Linked DNA regions of Mus musculus: region 1 is linked to region 2. Evidence: chromatin contacts called from public Hi-C data. All regions are on one chromosome and are shown on one strand. Each heading gives the region's core, a stretch centred on a gene start, on an enhancer-like site or on the middle of the called end of the contact. The rest is flanking DNA. Distances are from core to core; before and after follow the strand shown. Region 1 holds the start of Rnf10 (ring finger protein 10). Region 2 holds the start of Hnf1a (HNF1 homeobox A).

What was found. A called contact is a pair of places that touch in the nucleus more often than the background predicts.
Region 1: a Hi-C map of embryonic stem cells shows a contact between it and region 2, with 2.4 times the contacts expected there. The contact joins the promoter of Rnf10 here to the promoter of Hnf1a in region 2. A contact is called at or near these places in 18 of 39 promoter capture datasets (the 3T3-L1 cell line, 3T3-L1-derived adipocytes, the C10 cell line and 10 more), 4 of 15 datasets of contacts at CTCF or cohesin (the NIH/3T3 cell line, embryonic stem cells, large pre-B cells and 1 more), 13 of 484 Hi-C or Micro-C datasets (the N1E-115 cell line, cortical neurons, embryonic stem cells and 1 more), 25 of 115 datasets of contacts at active chromatin or transcription factors (the 230-238 cell line, the NIH/3T3 cell line, bone marrow-derived macrophages and 14 more) and 4 of 9 other capture datasets (adipose tissue, embryonic stem cells, liver and 1 more).

What each region holds. Positions count from the first base shown.
Region 1 is chr5:115,270,124-115,276,274 of GRCm38.p6, reverse strand. It overlaps Rnf10 (ring finger protein 10), which reads left to right and starts at 3,380. Exons shown (of 17, transcript NM_016698.2): 1 at 3,380-4,018. The coding sequence starts at 3,862.
Region 2 is chr5:114,968,622-114,974,675 of GRCm38.p6, reverse strand. Hnf1a (HNF1 homeobox A) reads left to right here and starts at 3,614. Exons shown (of 10, transcript NM_009327.3): 1 at 3,614-4,157. The coding sequence starts at 3,832. Hnf1aos1 (a long non-coding RNA gene) reads right to left here and starts at 5,933. Exons shown (of 6, transcript XR_878697.3): 1 at 4,639-5,933.

The DNA.
Region 1 (6,151 bases), core at 2,131-4,630, 300 kb before region 2:
TAGTGTATGAGTGTTTGGCCTGCATGTATGCTAAATGATTCCATGCGTATCTGGTGCCCTCGGAGGCCAGAAGGGGGCGCCAGACACCTGAAACTGGAACTAGGAGTGGTTGTGAGCCACCCGAAGAGGATGCTGGTAACCAAATCCCGACAGCCAAAGGAACAAGCGCTCTTGACCACTGCGCTTCTCTCCAGCCTCGTTACAGGGGAATCTTTTTAAAGGATACTTGTAGGCCGCCGTGTGATAGCTCTGAGTGTTTCCTGCCAACCTGAAACAACCTGAATTTCATCCTGGTAGGAGAGAACTGACTTCCACAAGTTATCCTCTTACTGTACATGTGAACCATGGTATATACTCTTCCCATATGCGCGTGCGCGCGCGCGCACACGCACACGCGCACACACAAACACACGAGAGAGAGAGAGAGAGAGAGAGAGAGAGAGAGAGAGAGAGAGAGAGAGAGAGAGGAAACAAACAAAAAATAAATGCAACAATAAAAAAAGTTTTTACTGGTTATAGCGGTATACACCATTAATTACAGCATATTCAGGAGACACAAGCAGGTGGATCTTTGTAAGTCTGAGATTAGACTGGTTCTATAGAGAGTTCCAGGTCACCCAGGACTAAAAAGTGAGATCCTGTCAAAAACAAACAAAAACAAACTCCTTGGGGCCAGTGATGAAAGGAAAAGTATCACTCAGGACCCCCAAGACCAAGTTCTCAATTTTCAAAGGAGATTATTTCCTCCAGAGGGAGAGAGGGCAGGGATAAGGGACAAAGATAGGAAGGAGATAGAGGAAGAGGGAGAAGATGAAGGGAACAGGAAAGAGGGGGAGGGGCATTTGTCCCATAGGAAGAAGCCTTGCCTCTGGATAGAGAGGAGACAGACATGGCTCATAGGAAAATAGCAGATGCCTGGCAGTGATGGCACAGGCCTTAATCCCAGCACTTGGGAGGCAGAGGCAAGCAGATTTCTGAGTTTGAGGCCAGCCAGGTCTACAGAGTGAGTTCCAGGCCAGCCAGGGCTACACAAAGAAACCCTAGGTCGAAAACCCAAAAAAAAAAAAAAAAAAAAAAAAAGTAAAAATAAAAAAGAAAAAGAAAAGAAAAAGAAAATAGCAGTTTATAAAGGTAAAAGGGAAAACCCCATGTTAGGATGAGGCCTTTAACTTTAAGTGGGCGTGGGCATGTTAATTAGCTGAGCCAAAGGAGGCTTCTGATTTCTTCACTTCAATACTTTGATAGCTGGACCTTGGTAGTCAGCCTCAGGAGCAGGATGTGGCCAAATAAGGAAACAGACCTTGGGGGCTAGCTTTAGGAAGATAATTTCATGGTTTTTAGAAAGGCAGAAGGAATAGGGAGAGAAGGCAGGGCTTGCCAGAGCCATGCTCACCACACTCAGGCTAGCCAGAGTCCTTTCAGGTGAGATAGCTCAGCAATTAAGAACACTAGCTACTCTTCCAGAGGACCTGGGTTTGATTCCCAGAGCCTATATGGTGCTTTAATTCCAGTGCTGGGGTATACAATCCTCTCTTCTGGTATCTAGAGACACATGGCACAGACATACTAGCTGGTAAAACATGTGTAAACACAAAAATAAAATAACAACCAAAAAACTGAAAAATTATAGTTCCTTTTTAAAAATGGATTTATTTATTTTATATATGTGAGTACACTGTAGCTATCTTCAGACACACCAGAAGAGGGCAGTGGATCACCTTACAGATGGTTGTGAGCCACCATGTTTGTGATTTGGAATTGAGTTTAGGACCTCTGGAAAAGCATTCAGTGCTCTTAACCTCCGAGCCATCTCTCTAGCAAACCCCTCCCCCCCAAGTTATAGTTCTATGGATCTCCATGTCATTTTAAACTGATTCCTTCCATACTAAATAATATCTCATATACTATATGATAATAAGGAACCAAATAAGAGTCTGACTCCTGCTTTTTTCATTTTTCTTTCTTTCTTTTTTTCTTTTCTTTTCTTTCTTTTTTGCCCTGCCTCTGCCTCCCAAGTGCTGGGATTAAAGGTGTGCGCCACCACTGCCTGGCTTGGCCCGCACATTCTTGTTCCTTTCCCATTTATGATACTGAGGATCAAATCAGAACTTTGCCCATGCAAGGGCCCTGTGACTACACTACACTGTCTGCTTTTATTCTTTTTCTCTCTTATAAGGAACATGGTCTCACTATGTAGCACATGCTAGCCTTACACTCTGCACTTCCTGTCTCTGTTTATTTATTTATTTTTTTGAGACAAGGTTTTTCTGTGTAGCCCCAGCTGACCTGAAACTTGCTCTGTAGACCAGGCTGGCCTTGAACTCAGAGATCCACCTGCATCTGCCTCCTGAGTGCTGAGATTAAAGATGTGCACCACTGGCATCCGTCTTCTGTCTCTGCTTCTTGAGTATTAGTGATACAGGCATGAGCCACTCTAGTTCTCCTACATACACGATTGCTAAAATTCCACTCATCGGCTAGATGAGGTAGTAGCTTAGAGGTAGAAAACTAGATTGTGAGCATGGAGCTCTGGATTTGATCCCTAACAGCCCCCCCCCCCCAAATTCCATTCGTCCTGTGTGTGTCACATGACACAGCATTTCTAAGAAGTCCTCTTTTATCCCTCTCAAGCTGGGATGCTTTTCTATTGAAACGTGTTTGATTAGCATCTCCTTACTTAACTGTACTATGTTGTTTCTCTTTGTTGGTGTTTCGAATGTTGCTTCTTACCGATCTTTATATATGAATGTGGCATGCATACGTGTATGAAAAATCTTACACGTATGCACAGGTGTACATGGAGTTCTGAGGCTGCCATTGAGTGTTTTCCTCCAAGACTCTCCACATTCTTCACAGAATGGCTAGGTAGACTCACCATTTGAGCTAGTCTGGCTAGCCAGTTTGTTCTGGGAATTTCCAGATCTCTTGTCTCCGGTGCACCGGAATTGCAGGTGGGCCATCACACTCCACTTGGTTTTCTAAAAAATTTTGTGTATGGGTGTTTTGTCTATATGAGTATGTCTGTATACCACGTGTTTGCTTGGTATTGTAGGAGGCCAGACACCCACACATCTTTTTTTTAAAAAAAGAAAAAAATCCAAGCACTGGCGAGGAATATCTGTGAATTGGAAGCCAGACTGTTGCACACAAAGAGTTCAGGTCCCGTTAGGACTACAAAATGAAACATTGTCTCAAAAAGAAGGAACCCGCTAGGGAGGCGGGAAGGAAAAGAAACCTCGAACAGGGAAGAGAGAAAAAAAGCATTGGCAGGCACAAGCGGTCCCTCCCCTAGGACCCGGATGTAGGTAAAAGACTACACTTCCCAGAATGCACCACGCCCGCCTGGCAACTATATAAATAGTCCATCCGGGTTCTTGGAGATGCTGTTTGGCGACTCGTCGCCATTCCCGGAGCAGCTCGGCCTCGGCCCAGAGGCGAGTGTCGGTCGCTGTGTCGGAGACCCCGGTCCCCGGCACCGAGACAGCCAGCCCTCTCTCCTGCCCCGCGGCGGGAGAGCGTGTCCGGCCGGCCGGCGGGGCTCGCGACCCTCCCGCGCCTCCCTTTCCCCCGCAGCCTCTGCCCCGCCAGGCCCGGCCCGGACCTCCGAGCCCCGGCCTCCTCCTCCTCCTCCTCCTCGTCCTCGTCCTCCTCTTCGGTCACCGCCGCCTCTGGGCCCCACAACCCCACCTTGCCGCTTCTCCTTCCATTTTGAGAAGCTGAGGAAGGAAACAAGGAAAAATGTCGCCATGAAGGCCGAGAACCGCTGCCGCCGCCGACCCCCGCCGGCCCTGAACGCCATGAGCCTGGGTCCCCGCCGCGCCCGCTCCGCTCCGACCGCCGTCGCCGCCGAGGCCCCCTTTGATGCCGCAGAGCTCCCCCAGCGCCGCCGCCACCGCCTCCGACATGGACAAGAACAGCGGCTCCAACAGCTCCTCCGCCTCCTCGGGCAGCAGCAAAGGGCAACAGCCGCCCCGCTCCGCCTCGGCGGGGCCGGCCGGCGAGTCTAAACCCAAGAGTGGTAAGAGCCGGCGGGTCTGCCGGGTCACTTGGGGGAGGAGGGACAAACGACCCACCTTCCGCTTGCACTGACATCCAGTATTTACGGTTAAGCCGATCTGCGCTGCGTGGTTAATTTGGGCCCTTGCATTCATATTCAAAACAGCTGGCTGAAGTAGGCGCTATTCTTAGCCCCATTTTGCAGATGAGGGATCTGAGATTTTGGAAAGGGTTAAGGTCATCCAGGTGGCAAGCACCTCACAGAAGGCCTCAAGACCTGGCTTTGTGTGACTCACCGTCGGTCCAGGCTCTAAAACAATTGACTTTGTTTTCTCTTCTAGTGTCGGATTAGCTTTGGGTGGCATTCAAGTTTGAATAAGAGAGGGTGAGGCCCGAGGATTTTCAGACTTAAATCTGGCACCGGGTCTGCTCCTCTGTTTAAGAGGACTCATGTTGGGATGGCGTTGCTCGGCGTGATAGTAAAGCATGCAGACCCTGCATTCAGTTCATTTAGGTTCAGTCCTTGAGTTTGCTAATACACACTATTAAGTAAATGGGCTAAGCGCTTAGAGTACTTGACAACTTTTTGCCTAAATATTATGCCTGTTTGTGTGCGGTAGGTTATATGGGCTTGGCTTTCATGGTGTGTGTGTGTGTGTGTGTGTGTGTGTGTGTGAGAGAGAGAGTGATGTGTGTAGTCAGGCTTCTTAGTATTACTATAACATAATAATAATGATATTATTATAATAATATAATAATACTACTTACTGATTATGCACAAAGCACACGGGTAGGCTTTTAGGTGTGATAGCACTACTCTAATCGTTTAACCTGTCTAGCCAGGAGTTATTCCACCGCAGAGAATAAACTAGGCTGTGGATTAGGAGATGGCAGAATCCCGAGTCCAGCATTCTCCATCTTGTGTCAGAGCTGTGTACAAATCTCTTTTAAACTTTTACCATGTTGGCAGTATTTTTGAGATAGTAATTTTTTTTTCAATCAGTCTTTTGGTTTTTCGAGACAAGTTTCTCTTTGCATCCTTGCCTGTCCTGAAACTCACTCTATAGACCAGGCTGGCCTTGAACTCAGAGATCCACCTGCCTCTGCTTCTCAAGCACCTCCAAAATCTCAGACACAGCCAAGTTTCAGATTGTGGTTTAATTACAATGTTTCTCCTTCTCTTTCCTCCCTCCAAAGCTTCCTGTGTAACCTTCCGCTAATCTCCTTCATGTCCTTCTTTCACACATCTGTATGCATGTGCATATACATGTCAGCAAGCATGTGTATGAGTTCTATGCATATCCACCAGTGAACCTGAGCGTGGGGAGGAGCCTAGGAACCTGAACCCTACACAAAGAACTCCAGGAGACTTAGTAACACTGGGAGTGGGAGAGGGGGTCTCCTGGAAGAGCACACCCCGTAGTTTTCCAGTGCCAAACATCACTGGATGTATTTAGTGCAAAGATGTATGTGCAAGTAACTTTGTTTGGATTCCGCAGTGTGTTTTTGTGAGAGAGAGCATGTGTGACAGATGGGGAGCTTTGAGCTGACAGTCTAAGATTCAAAGAGCTGGACGGTATGGGTCAGTGGTAGAGACCTTGCCTAGAATATGCAAGGCCCTGGGTTTGATCCTTAGCATCCCCCCACCCCCCTCAAATTAAAGAGCAAAAAAAAAAAAAAAAAGCACTAAAATTATAAGGCTTACTGACTGAGAGTTTATCTGTAGGGTATGACAAACTCCATTACCAGGTCTACCTGAGGATGTGTAGAAGTTGCCTGTGTAACTTGGGTAGGGACCAGTTTTCGCTGTGATGTACCAGTGCTTTACTGTCTAAGCAGGTGTTAGTGTAACTCGCCTCTGAACCGTATAAACTGATTCTGGAGTTTTGCACATGTGTAGTTTTATTGTAAATCTTGGCTGTTGTTGGAGAGAGGTCTGAGGGTTTCTCAGAGTAATGGATGACTTCAGCCTTGCTTGTAGAGGTAATGCTAAGCTTTGGTTCTCCAAGAGTTCTCAACTTAAATTTTTTAGGGCCCTCCCTAAGTCAATAAAACATTCTTGCATGAGTCAGCTGCAATAAATGCTTTATTTATTGTTCAGTGAGCAGTAGGCCAAAGCTTGTGACATATCAGACAGCATAAGAGAGGGTAGTAG
Region 2 (6,054 bases), core at 2,365-4,864:
CATGCATACATGCATACATACAGGCTGGAGAGATGACTCAGCACTTAAAAGTACTGACTGCTCTTCCAGAGGTCCTGAGTTCAAATCCCAGCAACCACATGGTGGCTCACAACCATCTGTAATGGGATCTGATGCCTTCTTCTAGTGTGTCTGAAGACAGCTACAGTGTACTCACAGACATTAAATAGATGGATAGATAGATAGATAGATAGATAGATAGATAGATAGATAGATAGATAGAATACATACATAAATACATAAATAAAAAACAAATAAAAACAGAAAACAAATGAATGTCTTGCGTAAACTTCTATTCTTGTGTAAGACAGGAAGCACCTAGAGGAAGAAAGGGTTTATTTCAGCTTACAACTCTCAGATCACATAGTCCATCACTGAGGGAAGTCAGGGCGGGAGCCTGGAGGCAGGAGCTGATGCAGAGGCCGTGGAGGGGCGGCTCACTGGCTTGCTCCTCCTGTCTTGCTCAACCTGCTTTGTTACACCATCTAAGCCTGCCTGCCCATGGGCACACCATCCCAAGTAAGCTGTGCCCTTCCACACTAACCAGCAGTCAAGGCTCACACACAGGCCAGTCTAGGGGGGACATTTTCTCGACTGACCTTCTTGTCTAATGACTCTAGCTTGTGTCAAGTTGACATCAAACTAGCCAGCCCAATGAATTAAACAATAATATAATTTAAAATTAATTATAATTAAGTGTAATATAATATTATAACTATAATAATGCAATAATATGTATATATAATTATATATAATAATTATAATAAAATTTCATTTTAGTGAAATACCATGCAAATTGCTTTAAATTGTAACTTAGTTATTTTTTTTCTAATTTATTTCTTTTCATCTTAAGTGAGTTAGTGTTTTGCTTGCGTGTGTATGACTGAATGAGGGCGTTGAATTCCCTGGAACAGGAGTTACAAAGAGTTGCGAGCCACCATGTAGCTGAGGAATTGAACCTGGGTCGGTCCTCTGATAGAGCAGCCAGTGCTCTTAACTGCTAAGCCATCTCTCCAGCCCTGACTTCGTTATTTTTTTAAATGTGTGTGCTGGGGACAGAATTTATGTGTGCCAGGGACGTGCTCTACTAGTGAGCTATGTCTCTAGCCCCTTTAACGTTTCATCTTATTTCTATCTTAAAATTTAACACCGTTTGTCAAAAATAACACCCTTTCACACAAGACATTTCAAAATTTCTTGATAGCCACATGTGGTTGGTGGCACGATTGTTGGTAGCCACATATGGCCTTTGCTGAGAACGAGCACCTTACATGGAAAGGGACTTGTGGGGGAAGGGGGCGTGGTCGCCTGTCACATGCTTGGCTCTCTCACTGCATTCTTGCCCGCTGCTGGCCTGGAGGTTGTGGTCTCCTCCTTTGCCTCCCCCCCACTGCAAAACTTGACCCTGGCTCCAAAGAACCTTGAAGATTCTGGAAACTGCCGAGATTAGGGGCAGCTCTCTCCACCAGGTAAAGGACATGGGGGAAGATAAGGGCCAAGCTCCCTGGGGCCCCGCCAGGATGAGGGAAGGATGGACCTGTTCCTAATGGAAATGTGACACTTTACTTACAGTGGTTTTTTTTTGTTTTGTTTTGTTTTGTTTTTAATTTTTTTGGTTTTCCAAGACAGGGTTTCTCTGTATAGACCTGGCTGTCCTAGAACTCACTTTGTAGACCAGGCTGGCCTCCAACTCAGAAATCTGCCTGCCTCTGCATCCGGAGTGCTGGGATTAAAGGCGTGTGCCACCACGCCTGGCCAGTGTTTTTAATGAGCAATTAATTTATAATATGTAGCTCAGGCTGGCCCAGAACTCCTTGTCCATGTGATATATTTCTTTTGGTATTTTGTTTATTTGTTTTTGTTTTTGTTTCTCTTTTGTTTTGCTTTTCAAGACAGGGTATAGCCCTGGCTGTCCTGGAACTCACTCTGTAGACCAGGCTGGCCTCAAACTCAGAAATCTGCCTGCCTCTGCCTCCCAAGTGCTGGGATTAAAGGTGTGCGCCATCACCGCCTGGTGACGTATTTCTTACATGAATGAGGATCGAAAGCACATATTCACATAAAAAAGTGCATGTGGATGTTTCTAGAAGCCTTGCTCACTGCAGCTAAAACGTGGGCGGAACATAGGTAATTAGCTGTCTATGGATGCACCGGAAAGTGCCTGGTCTCCTTGCAAAAGTTCCCCACCCACCATTCACTATCGAGGGGATAAAATGAGATCTGCGCTCTGGATGGAGTGAACTTCCGGCCTCCATGACTGCCAGAGGCGGGGCTAGAGACCTGCATAGGAATGGGCTGCTCAGGAGAACAGTTTCTTTAGGATGATGAAAGTGTTTTAAATTGATCGATTGGTGCGCTGCATGCTGGGATATGCTTATGGCTGCTAACAGCTGCTGCATTTCAAAAGGCAAGAGGGCTGGGCAGGTGACAAGTCAGACTGCCTGGGTTCCACAGAGTGGAAGAGAGAGATAGCTGATTCCTGCAGTTGTTCCCCGACCTCCACACCCAAGCTGTCACACATACACACACTCTCGGGAACACACACACACACACAAAAAGATTTAAAAAATATATAAATGCTTTCATTAGGTAATACTGACAAAAGTAATACTTGAGAAAAATTAAAATGGTGTATTTGGGGCTGGGGTTCTGGCTCTTGGTAGAGCCCTTGCCTTGAGTATACAAGGCCCTGGGTTTGACCCCAGCAAGACTAAAAACTGGCTGTGGTACGGGTCTGTAATTCCAGCACTTGGGAGCTAGAGGTAGGAAAATCAGGAGTTCAAGGTCAGCCTGAACTACATCGTAAGACTGTCTCAAACAAACAAACAAACAAACAAACAAAAAACCCCAATACATATGTGTGCGTGCACAGACACAGAGAGATACACACACATACACACACACATAGATTAGATATACACACACATAAAATTAGATACACAGACACATACAAGACACAGAGACATACACAAACATAGATTAGTTATACACACACATATAGATTAGATACACAGATACACACAGACACACACACACACACAGACACACACACACAGGACACACACACACACACACGTTCTGGTTCGGATCACACAATGATAGGATGCAATACATTATAACCCAGTATCCTCAACACAGAAGTCTGAAGTGCTAAGACAACAGGGGTTTTTCCCCCCCTGGGAAGTCTGATGTTGGGCTAGGACTGAGGGTGCAGTGACCCACTCCAGGAAATGTGACCTGATTCTGCCCTGGAGAACCGGCCCAGTGGCCCAGAGCTTCCTGCTGTCCCAGCGGCCCAAAGAAACAGGCTTTTAAAGTTCTCCTGTGCCAGGCTGAAAGCATCCTGGAGAGTGGGACCCAGCGCCGCACCCAGAGGCCTCCTGGCTCCTGCTGCCTCTAGCCCTGCGCCCCTGGCCCCTCTCCACCTCCCCCACCCTCCCTTCTGCTCACTCCCAATTGCAGGCCATGACTCCCGGTCCCGGTCCCTCTCACCCGCCATGAGGCCTGCACTTGCAAGGCTGAAGTCCAAAGTTCAGTCCCTTCGCTAAGCGCACGGATAAATATGAACCTTGGAGAATTTCCCCAGCTCCAATGTAAACAGAGCAGGCAGGGGCCCTGATTCACTGGCCGCTGGGGCCAGGGTTGGGGGCTGGGGGTGCCCACAGAGCTTGACTAGTGGGATTTGGGGGGGCAGTGGGTGCAGCGAGCCCGGTCCGTTGACTGCCAGCCTGCCGGCAGGTAGACACCGGCCGTGGGTGGGGGAGGCGGCTAGCTCAGTGGCCTTGGGCCGCGTGGCCTGGTGGCAGCGGAGCCATGGTTTCTAAGCTGAGCCAGCTGCAGACGGAGCTCCTGGCTGCCCTGCTCGAGTCTGGCCTGAGCAAAGAGGCCCTGATCCAGGCCTTGGGGGAGCCAGGGCCCTACCTGATGGTTGGAGAGGGTCCCCTGGACAAGGGGGAGTCCTGCGGTGGGAGTCGAGGGGACCTGACCGAGTTGCCTAATGGCCTTGGAGAAACGCGTGGCTCTGAAGATGACACGGATGACGATGGGGAAGACTTCGCGCCACCCATTCTGAAAGAGCTGGAGAACCTCAGCCCAGAGGAGGCAGCCCACCAGAAAGCCGTGGTGGAGTCACTTCTTCAGTAAGGACCCCAACCTGTCCCCAGCACCCAGGAAGGAACTCATAGCGCCCCATTCTATGCTCCTGGCAAGCTTCACTTCCCGTCTAGGGGGCCTTAGGAGCTGTGGTCTTCAGGCTGGTGGTTAAGGGCTTCTTGCCGAACCTACCCCTCTGTTTGGCCCTACATACCCCGTATCCGTGGGCCACCTGTTTGCAGTCCGGCCTTTAGGAAACAGGGACAGGCCTGAGGTCACTTTGAAACAGAGGACAAAGGAAAGCCAGCCCCAAGAAAATGGTTGGAGAACTAGTGGGTGGTAGAAATCCTTCCCCAGTGTGGTCGTTTGTGCTCCCACAAATTCCACCTTCTTGGCTGGGGGGGGGGTCAGATCCAGGTTTGGGGCCCCAAAAGCCCCTGAGGAGGCCGGGCTGATGTTGGGCTTTTAGGGGATTTCCTGATCCGCCAGGGCCTTAAGCATCTGGCAGGGTACGCTTGGGTTTCTTACCTGGGGCAGATGGAGCTGAAGGTGGCAGTTTCCCTGCATGGCCAGGTGCTGCTTGCCCCTGACCCCAGCCTGGTCAGATAGCAGGGTTAGAGGCCTCCCCATACCAGACCCCCCTCTTCTGTTGTCTGGCTCCCCATCTCCTGGAGTGCTGAGTGGGTCCCGATTTCAATGCCTCCCCCGTCTCTCTCCTCAGCAAAGCCGTTCTGGTTACTAATTACCCACGCACGCCATTATTTCTTTTGTTTTATAAATTTATAAATAGCAAAAGGCTCTGATAAGGCCTGTGATCATTAACTTGTCGGGACGGTGGCGGGGAGATGCCCATTTGGGGGTGGAGAACGAACAGGAACACCAAAGTGAGGGAAAGGTAGCTTGGGGGCTGTGGGGAGTACTACCACCCCCAATTCCCCAAGCCTCCACAGTTTCCCTGAGATTATCGCCCGGCACGCTATTTTCTGTAGGGATTTCTGCTGTGCCTAAATCCCCATAATATAGAGATAACCGCCCCCCCAGAAGGAAGTGGTTAATAAACACGCTTTACAGTAGGGAAACTGAGGCTTAGACAGGGAAGGCGCCGTGGAGGGGCCTGAGGGCTGGCTGAGGAGTTTGGGGACAGTCTCACAAGAATACTCCAGAGGCAGCCTTTTTTCTGTCCAAGGTCCTGATTCTGACTTGGGGTGGGGGAGGGCTGGTGGATCCCGGCATTTCTGGAAGTGTCCAGAAGCCTCCCTGGGCCTTGGGCAAGGGGCAGAGGAGCAGTCAGGCCCCCTGACTTGGCAGAAAGTGGAGGGCAAAGGGCTGCCTCACCGCAGGGGAGGGGCAAAGGGCCGAGTATTGCCAGAACCAGGGCACAAGAAACCTGGATAGGGTGGAGCTGGGCCTGACCTGTCTTGGGGCCCCAGGTGGGGCTAGGGGCTTAATATGAGGCTGAGGGGCCAGGGATGCCAAGGGTCTTCTTACCTGGCTAGGTGGGACCTCTTGATCAGCAGCCCTCACGGTGGGGGCAGTGGGGGCTGGAGGGGAGCCTGGTCCAAAGCAGCTGGAACAGAGGTCAAAGTGCTCCCTGCAGGGGAACAGGCAGAATCCTGGAGGCAGAGGGGACAGGGGCGGTGAGGAGGATGAGATGGGAGAAGAGGGCTGGGGGAGTTGGGAGGGCAGAGGAGCCAGGAAAAGAGAGGGTCTCTCAGCAGCTGGGAGAAAGGGGCAGGGGAGAGAGGCTGAGCGGGGAGGAGGCTAGAGTGCTGTCCCTCCCAGGTTGCTTTTCTTTAATGCTAACAGCGAGCTATTTGCTTTCCATTTAAATTCGAGATGTTGCTATAAATTATCAACCAGCTCCTTGTTCCTGCGGAGTTTATAACTAACTACCCGGGTTACTTATTGTTCAGGTAACAAAGGGGACCTGAAAATGTCCCCAGG